Regions from separate parts of the Mus musculus genome. Here region 1 is linked to region 2. Evidence: chromatin contacts called from public Hi-C data. All regions are on one chromosome and are shown on one strand. The core of a region is the stretch at or near the end of the contact, and the rest is flanking DNA. Distances in the headings are between cores, read along the strand shown.

The links. Hi-C and Micro-C count contacts between places; a contact is called where the count stands out from the background.
Region 1: a Hi-C map of the N1E-115 cell line shows a contact between it and region 2, with 5 times the contacts expected there. The contact joins two enhancer-like sites. A contact is called at or near these places in 2 of 39 promoter capture datasets (the 3T3-L1 cell line and hippocampal neurons), 3 of 484 Hi-C or Micro-C datasets (the N1E-115 cell line and cortical neurons) and 1 of 115 datasets of contacts at active chromatin or transcription factors (astrocytes).

The regions. Positions count from the first base shown.
Region 1 is chr1:20,440,524-20,444,767 of GRCm38.p6, reverse strand. All of the region lies in intron 36 of Pkhd1 (polycystic kidney and hepatic disease 1), which reads left to right. It also overlaps the pseudogene Gm15795. Among named protein-coding and RNA genes, the nearest start is that of Gm24162, 2.3 kb to the left of the region's middle. Within about 2 kb of position 2,842, at least 1 of the 459 cell types and tissues checked has an H3K27ac peak or open chromatin away from gene starts, as enhancers often do. A contact at or near this core is called in the N1E-115 cell line, where this site is marked.
Region 2 is chr1:19,980,112-19,984,144 of GRCm38.p6, reverse strand. No RefSeq gene overlaps it. Among named protein-coding and RNA genes, the nearest start is that of 4930486I03Rik, 370 kb to the left of the region's middle. Within about 2 kb of position 1,949, at least 5 of the 459 cell types and tissues checked have an H3K27ac peak or open chromatin away from gene starts, as enhancers often do. A contact at or near this core is called in the N1E-115 cell line, where this site is marked.

The DNA.
Region 1 (4,244 bases), core at 1,593-4,092, 460 kb before region 2:
CAAATCAAGAGGTTCAAACCTTTGTGTTCACTTTAAGAACACCTGGGAAACTGCCCAGGCCATCAAGGGTATGCATATCTGCAATGCCACCAAGTATCTGAAGGATGTCACTTTAAAGAAGCAATGTGTGCCATTACAGTGATATAATGGTGGAGTTCGTAGGTGTGCCCAGGCCAAACAGTGGGGCTGGACACAGGGATGGTGGTCAAAAAGAGTGCTGAGTTTTTGCTACACATGCTTAAAAATGCAGAGAGTAATGCTGAAGTTAAAGGTTTATATGTAGATTATCTAGTCATTGACCACATCCAGGTGAACAAGGCATCTAGGATACGCCGACGAACCTACAGAGCTCATGGCCCGATTAACCCATACATGAGCTCCCCCTGCCACATTGAGATGATCCTCACTGAGAAGGAACAGATCGTTCCAAAGCCAGAAGAGGAGGCTGCACAGAAGAAAAAGATATCCCAGAAGAAACTGAAGAAACAAACACTCATGGCCCGGGAATAAATTCAACATAAAATAAATGCAGATAAAGTTAAAGGTCTTCTGGTGGTCTTTAATGAGCCCTGTTGGGAGAGATGTGCTTTTACATGCAGAAGCATGTTATTAAACAGTGAAGTAGATGGCTCAGAACTATGTGACCATGTAAATATGACTGTCTAGCTTTATTGAATCAGCAAAGACTGTAGGTATAAAGTCTGTTTCGCCCATAAACTATTGGGTATATGATAAAAAATTATTTCCTGCTTTCTTGACTGCAATCTTTCCTAGTTAATTTATTTTCAGTCTCCTCAATTGTTTCAGTCATACTTATGAATGTTCACATATACACACATGTATGTATGTACACACATGTAAAATATATGTTCACATATACACACATAGTATATACTGACATACTCACATATGTGTACACGTATATAATTATGGGTTCTCAACAGCATAATGTCACTTACTAAGTTATCTTTCTGCTTCTAAAATATGTAGAGGAATGTCTTTTCTGATGAAGAACTCCAGCCCTCAATACATAATTTATATTCTATATAACTCAATTTTGATCCACAGTATATATGAAAGCACTTGAAGGACAATAAAGAGCTACTCAGTAAGAGATCAAAGTATTGTCACACTCACCAGGAGCAACTCAGTCTCTGGACATCTCTTATGGCCTTTATTATTCATAACCAGGAATCAAATCTGAAAAAAGCTGAGAAAATTTTCTTTTAATTTTCTCATTCCACCGACAGGCTGAGATATACTAGGAAAGTGTCAAGGCTGGAATAGTTTATTCAAAAGACTTTAGGGAACCAAATCTGAAATATTATAGTGTACACATGTGTACATACTTGTGTGGGGTGGGAGGGGCAGAGTGTTCCTGCCAGCTTTGTTCCTCAGTCACTCTCTGCATCATTTTCGGGAGATTCTCTAATCAAATCTGGATGTCACTGATAGGGCTAGACTGGCTGGCCAGTGCCTGCCTGCATTCTTCTGTCTCTGCCTTCTCAATGGTGGGATGATGGACCTACCCTATAATGCTGAGCCTTCCTTGTGGGTGCTGAGAACTGAGTTATCTCCCCATGTCCCTCCTTTCAATTATTCTTAAATTGTACTGAAATAAGTCACATTTGTATAAGCATAATAAATAAATTGAGATCTATCTACTTTTGCTTTATTTTGTTTTGGAGTGCAAAGCCCTTTGCCTGCTAACCTATTTTGCTGTCCCTCTTCAATATTATTTTACTCTAATTGGAAAAAGACACAAAATTTGCATTTATTACTCATCTCTATTCCTCTCCAACTCCCACTCTTTCATTTTTGCATTTTGAGGCAAAATCTGTAGGCAAAACTGGGTTCTCAATCCCCACTGCTGAAGAAGGCTTTGAACTTCTGATCCTTCTGCATCTCGTTCCTATTGCTGGGTTTATACGCCTGCATCCCAGAGAAGAGCTGGGGATGGAGCTCTGAGCTTCACACATGCCAGGCAAGTCCTCCATTGATTGAGCATATGCCTAACCCCTCAACTTTTTCTTTTCTAGTTATTAGGGATACTGTTAAACACAAAAGAGAATTAATCAGTTATTACTAATGAGTTAGGGTAGAAGGAGCCATATTGCCTTCATTTCATTAATTATACTTTTTTTGTCCTTTTATGTTAAGATGCTCAATAGCTATAGGCATTTTTGAATTAAAACTTATCATTTTCATTCCAAGTAATTATGAGGAGCAATAAAAACAAAGAAGAAAAGTTACCCTCTTTCAGCGCATTATGCATTCCAGGCGAAGACTTTTTGCAGTTGAGGAAACATTTATATTTCCTGAATGAGGTAATGAATCTCTTTCTCATCTGGTGGTCAAGCAGCTTGATGTTAAGTGGCTGAGAGATAATAATTAACTAAGAGGTAATTAGGGGAGATTAGACTATGCTTATGATGTAGAGCCTTTATATTTTAGATATCTCTGTGTCTTTCCCTCATACATACATATATGCATGCATAAAACTATGATAAATATGAGTTGGTGGATACAGTAATTTGTTTGATTATCCAATGAGTAAATCCATGCAATATAAATGACATTTTGTATGTTCTTATTCCTCACAGTACCATTTCTTTAAAATGCTTTGACTTGAAGCTTGCTTCCAGTTTCCATTGTTGCTTAGTAATACACTTCTTGTTCTTAATGTGATATTCTATTTCTTGGTCTACTGGTGTATACCAGGACAGTTAAATGCTTGGCAGGCTTTCAAGCCAGAAGGAACTGAGTTAGATCAGGGCTTCACCATCCACCATCTCTGTGACCTTGGTTAAACTAAGAGTCTTTATAAGCCTCAGGATTCTCCCTTCTGGGGGAGTACCAAATTATAGTGACTTCAGAAGTCACAGCAATAGCAAGCACTTGTGACCATTGTGAGGCTGTGTTACTATGCACTCCCCAGGTCATGAGGGATGTTTGGGGCTAAATGAGGAAATATTTTTAAAGCCATTAGTTTTTGACAGGGCATGGTCCAGAATAAGAACTCAATTAACTTTTGTTGTTTCTTTTGGACTTATAGAGATAACAGAGGAGATGGCTGAGAATTGGACCCAAGTTAAAATGTTATTTACAGATAGCAGCTGCTTCTATATATAAAGCAAACTGAATTACTGAAAGAATTAGTTGGATAATAAAGACCTTGGATTGCTTTTGCCCCTGTTATCTTCAGGATGTACACTGAAGTGTTTTTCTTTGCTCTGCAAGGGAAGAGGATGTAGAGACAGTAGAATTGTCATCTGGCTGCCTCCTTTCTCCTGTTGCTCAGACTCCACCAGTCCTATGGCTTCTCTGGTGCAACTGGGGTGGGATCTCATTCCCTCTAAAGTTGTTTTCAATTCACAGCTTTAAGGATCTTTCCAATCTATTATATTTAGAATTTGTATATTATCAAAATGATTACTGCTGGCTGCTGGAGATGAAGCTTCATTCCTTTTAAAAATACAATATTTATGAATTATTTGAGGATTTTCATTCATTCACATAGAGCATTTTAACTATATTCAGTAACCATTATTCCGCACAATTCCTTCCCAATCCAACTTCTACTCTAGCCCCTCTCCTTACTTCTTTCCCCTTTTCACAAATAACGCTGAGTCCAATTAGTGTCACCCACATGGTCTGGAGCCAGTGGAGCATGCCTGATTTAAAAAAAAAAAAAGAATGACTTTGTTTCCTCTAACAGCTCTCAATATTCAATAGCTGCTCAGCTGGGATGGTGACTCGTGTGTCCCTCCCCTTCCATGCTGGGCTCTTGACTGGCTTCTTTTGTACAGATCTTGTGCAAACAGCCACAGCTGCTGCGAGTTGGTGAGTGTGGTGCCGTTTCAATCCACTGTCCAGCCCCTTGTCAAATTTCCCCATCTTTGTTGATTTTAGAGCACACTGTCACGTGCTGAATCCAACATGCCTTTTTGTCCCAGATGAGTCAGTTAGCTCCTTGTAGTACCTGGAAGAGCAATACAAATGGAGGAATAATTTTGTCTCACAGTTTGTAGTGTTTGCCTGTTGTGCTAAGAATGGTAGGGTGGTAGAGCAGCTCACTAGGGGAACACGAGTCAGAGGAAGGAGAAGAGGCCGAGGCATAATATAGCCTTCAATGTATTCCCCTAGAGACCTAAAGCCTCCTATAAGGCCCTACATTCTATGTCTCATCAGCTCCCAGGAATGTGAGTCCATCAGGGGACGAGTCCATTGCTCAGACCAGAGTC
Region 2 (4,033 bases), core at 700-3,199:
CCCACACTGATTGCCTGGCTCACCTCCTGCTGCTACAAACATCAAACATCTGACTTGTCCCATCCCTGCCTTATGGATGGAAAAAAACAAAAGCCTGAAAAAAGGTAAAGAAACAGGTTAGCAAGCCTTGCCAGCCTTTTTAATACTGGCAAGAAAATGGAAAGCTTCCGTGTTCATACGTGCAATGGCCTGGGATTCTGTATCTAGCACTAAAGAAAACTGGTTGCCTTCAGGGTCACCTGGGAGACTTTGTTATTGATTCTCAAAACTATGAACCATTTTGTGCACTCAGGCCCACATTCTAGAATATTCCTGAAACTTGTGCTCCCAACCAGAGGTGAAGCAGCAGCCTGGGCTTGGCCCAGGCTTCCCATCCTGTGTGTGTGCTTGGCACTGACTGAGAACTCTGCTTTCTGTCAGTATATTTGTGCTCTGACACATATTCTCGAGTGATTAGATTAAGGCTGGCAAAGCCAATATGAAAAACCCACACAGATTACCACTGTCACCCACAGTAATTACATTTATTCATTTCCATTTAGCCAAGTTTTTACAAGCCGAGCAAGGGGCCAAATAAGCAATAAACACAGAGGCAAGAAATTAAAAAGCTGATCTGTTTGCTGTGAAAACAATCAAACTATCATCTTTCTTTAGGCACCTCATTCATCATCAGAGAGGGCCACACTGGTGAGGTGGAGGTTGGGAGCCTAATGTTGTTACATGTAAATTCACTAACATGAAATTACTGCCCCTGATGCGATTTTACTAATAAATTAGTTCATTTCTACCTTCTCGCTAGAGACTTTAGGGACCGTGGAGAATTGTACATGTGTCTCCTAATCTTGCCTGCTTTATTTCAGCCTGGCTGGCTCTTAAATTTCTATCTCTTTTCACTCCCTCCCATCTAATTCTTTAGTTTCCTTGCTATGCCTTATTGGATAAACATGCCATACAGTTTGCTTTCTTCCCATGTAGCTTGAAAATAAGCAGCTTAAGGACAAATTCCCTTTCACAGGCAATGAGAACGACATCAGGAGGCATTATGAGGCCATGCCAGTTCTTGGAGCTCATTGGCAGCTATTATTAATTCATTGCTGGGTGTGGTGGTTTTTCTCATTTCTGTATAAATTTTCAATTTGAAAATGGAATGAAGCCAAACTTTGCCATGTCAAGTAGCTATTGAAGCAAGGAAATCAATCTGCAAGCAGCTCCCTTTACTTGCCAGCCCTCCACGGTGTCTTCAAAGTAGCAGAGACTACACAGTAGAAAACAGCCGATGGCTCACAGAAGACAGATATGTCCTTTCCCTGCACTGCTCCCTTTCTGGAACATTCTCAGTCCTTCTCTTGGTTACTGCTAATGGGCCATGCCTCCACATAGAGTAGTTCATTTGTTTTACTTTATTTTACTTCTTACTGTACTTATTTTATTTTATATTTCTACATACCGTTTCTCATTACTAAAATATAATATATTAAAGACATTGTGTTAGTGTGAAAAACAGCATTAATTTAGACTGTATTTGATTTTTTATCATGGTGAGATATTCATAAAATTTTCATTTTAGCCACTTGTACCTACTGCAGTGTTTATTATGTGATTCAACTCTCCACCCCTTCCCCAGAAAACATGGCTTGACATTGTTGAATGACCAGTAGAATTTATGAAGGCTGTTTGCTATGTACTGAGGTATGCTGAGATATAAATGAATAGCATATCAATCCAGAACAAAATATTTAATTGGAATCATATTATGGAATTAATGCATGTTGAAAAGAAATAATAATGACCTCTATATAAAAGTGGGTTGCTACAAGAAAAGGAGCTGTTGGCTCTGTTTCACTCATGTCTCTTATGAATCCACCATGAGCTCAATCAGCTACGTGGAGAACCATTAGAGAGAAGCTAGTTGCACCAGTGAACTTATACACATATTTTCCAGACTTCACAGAACCCCGAGAAACAAAGACATGCAATATATGCAATGCCTGCATGCTTTTGCAGGTTTGAGGATATTTTTCTTTGATGGCATATTTTCCCTTCCATTAGTGGGACTGGATTAAAGATCTAAGATGATAGCTATGTATGTGTCCTGTCTCAGATTGTATGAATTTTTTTCTGTACACTCCCCCTGTTGTCAGAGAGTGCAAGTGTAGCCCCTTGATGGTTTTGAAATGTTTCTCTAAGTACCAGTTGCTTTATTCCCCCTTCTGATTCAGGACTGTGTCTGTCAGTCATGAATATCCTTAAGTGGATTTAGAAACTTTTCACACATAAATAAAGGTGCAGTTTAGTGTCTGCTTAATAATATGGTGTTATCCTGCTCAACACTGTAATTTCCATGTTCTTATTGATCGTAATTTATAACATCATTAGCTTTCTAAACTGCCATTAACTAATGATGGACTCTGTGAGTTAACAGTGCTTTGAAATCAGTTACTGACAAGTTGACCCCAGAAGCATTTATCAAAAGGATAATGGATCCCTATTGGAGTGACAATAAATTAGGTTATGCTCTTATCGAATTAAACAATGGATGAAGGAAAATTAGCTATCAATAAACATCTATAAAGCCTTTCCGATTATTCCCAGTCAATTATATCAATTAGAGATCAAACAGGGAACCCCTGCAGTAAGTTAAATAGGACTAACCAGAGCCCAAAGAGGCCAAATTGTGTTACAAAATGCAACACCAGGGGCAGCTGCACAAGAGGTAATCATTCTGGCCATTGACAAAAGGGCTCCTTTATTAGACCACAGGGCTACCACCCTGAGGCATGCTTCTGGCTCAGGGACAAAGACTTTGTAATAAAGGCCAAAGAGAGGGAGGGTAAGATGATGTTGGGGGTGAGAAAGACCAGGAAGAAAAGAGACACAGCATATATTGGAATAAAAGAAAAGACTGCAAAATGTATTGGTGTGTGTAGTCTTCCTATTTTTCTATAAGAAAATTAAACCTCTTGGCTTATAAGGATGTTTTATTGGCTCTGTGGCAGGTGATAGTTTTGTAGGGACTATTACTCCTTCGAAGTAGCTATTCTATATGCACAAACATGTATATATTTTTTTAAAAAAGGTATATATATGGGTGTGTGTTTATACCACATATATATATATATATGTATATATATGTATGTATATATATATATATATACATATATATATATGCCCCTTATTACTTATTACTCAATACTTCTGTGCCTTCCTGGTTCTGCCCTAGTGATATATTTTGCAAGGAATGTTAAGCTTTTCACTCTATGCATTTGAATTTAATAGGCATTTGACTTGGGTCTCAAACAAATTCCCTTTTCTTTTCATTATTCTCCATTAAGAATTTACTTAGCTCTTACTGAGGGCTGAAGAGATGGCTCCACAGTTGAGAGCACTGGCTGTTCATTCAGAAAACCTAGGTCCAGTCTTCAACATTTATATGACAGTTCACAACCACTCCCATGGGATCTGATAACTTCATCTGGCTTCCAAAGGCACCAGGTACACACATGATGCACAGATACACGTGCAGACAAAACACCCATTTGTAAAATTGAAATAAAATAAAAAGCAATAATTTTTAAAATAATTTGTTAACCAAGAGGTGTTTCTTATTCTGTGTGTGTGTGTGTGTGTGTGTGTGTGTGTGTGTGTGTGTGTGTGTGTGTTGAAGCCTCTTGGAGACCCAATTTGAAATCCAGCTAATTTTCTAACCCCCATACTAATTTTACAAGATTCTGGAGGTGTGGGTTTAACAACAGAATCTAAATACAACATAAAGGAGATGGGAAAAGGCCCAGGGAAGACAACATTTTGAAACATCATGGCTGTGAAGCCAGACAAAGCTCTCACCACCTTCACTTCACCCCATTCATCTAAATTCTTTGTCTCCTTACACCATAGAAATATAACAACAGTTAAAACTGACCTGCTTTTTATTCTACCAGGAAGCATGCCAATCATGTGTAATGTTTTAGAAACAAGCTGTTTTATTGGTATCTGATCAGAAACATCCACTTTTCCTAGCTTCATCCTTATTACT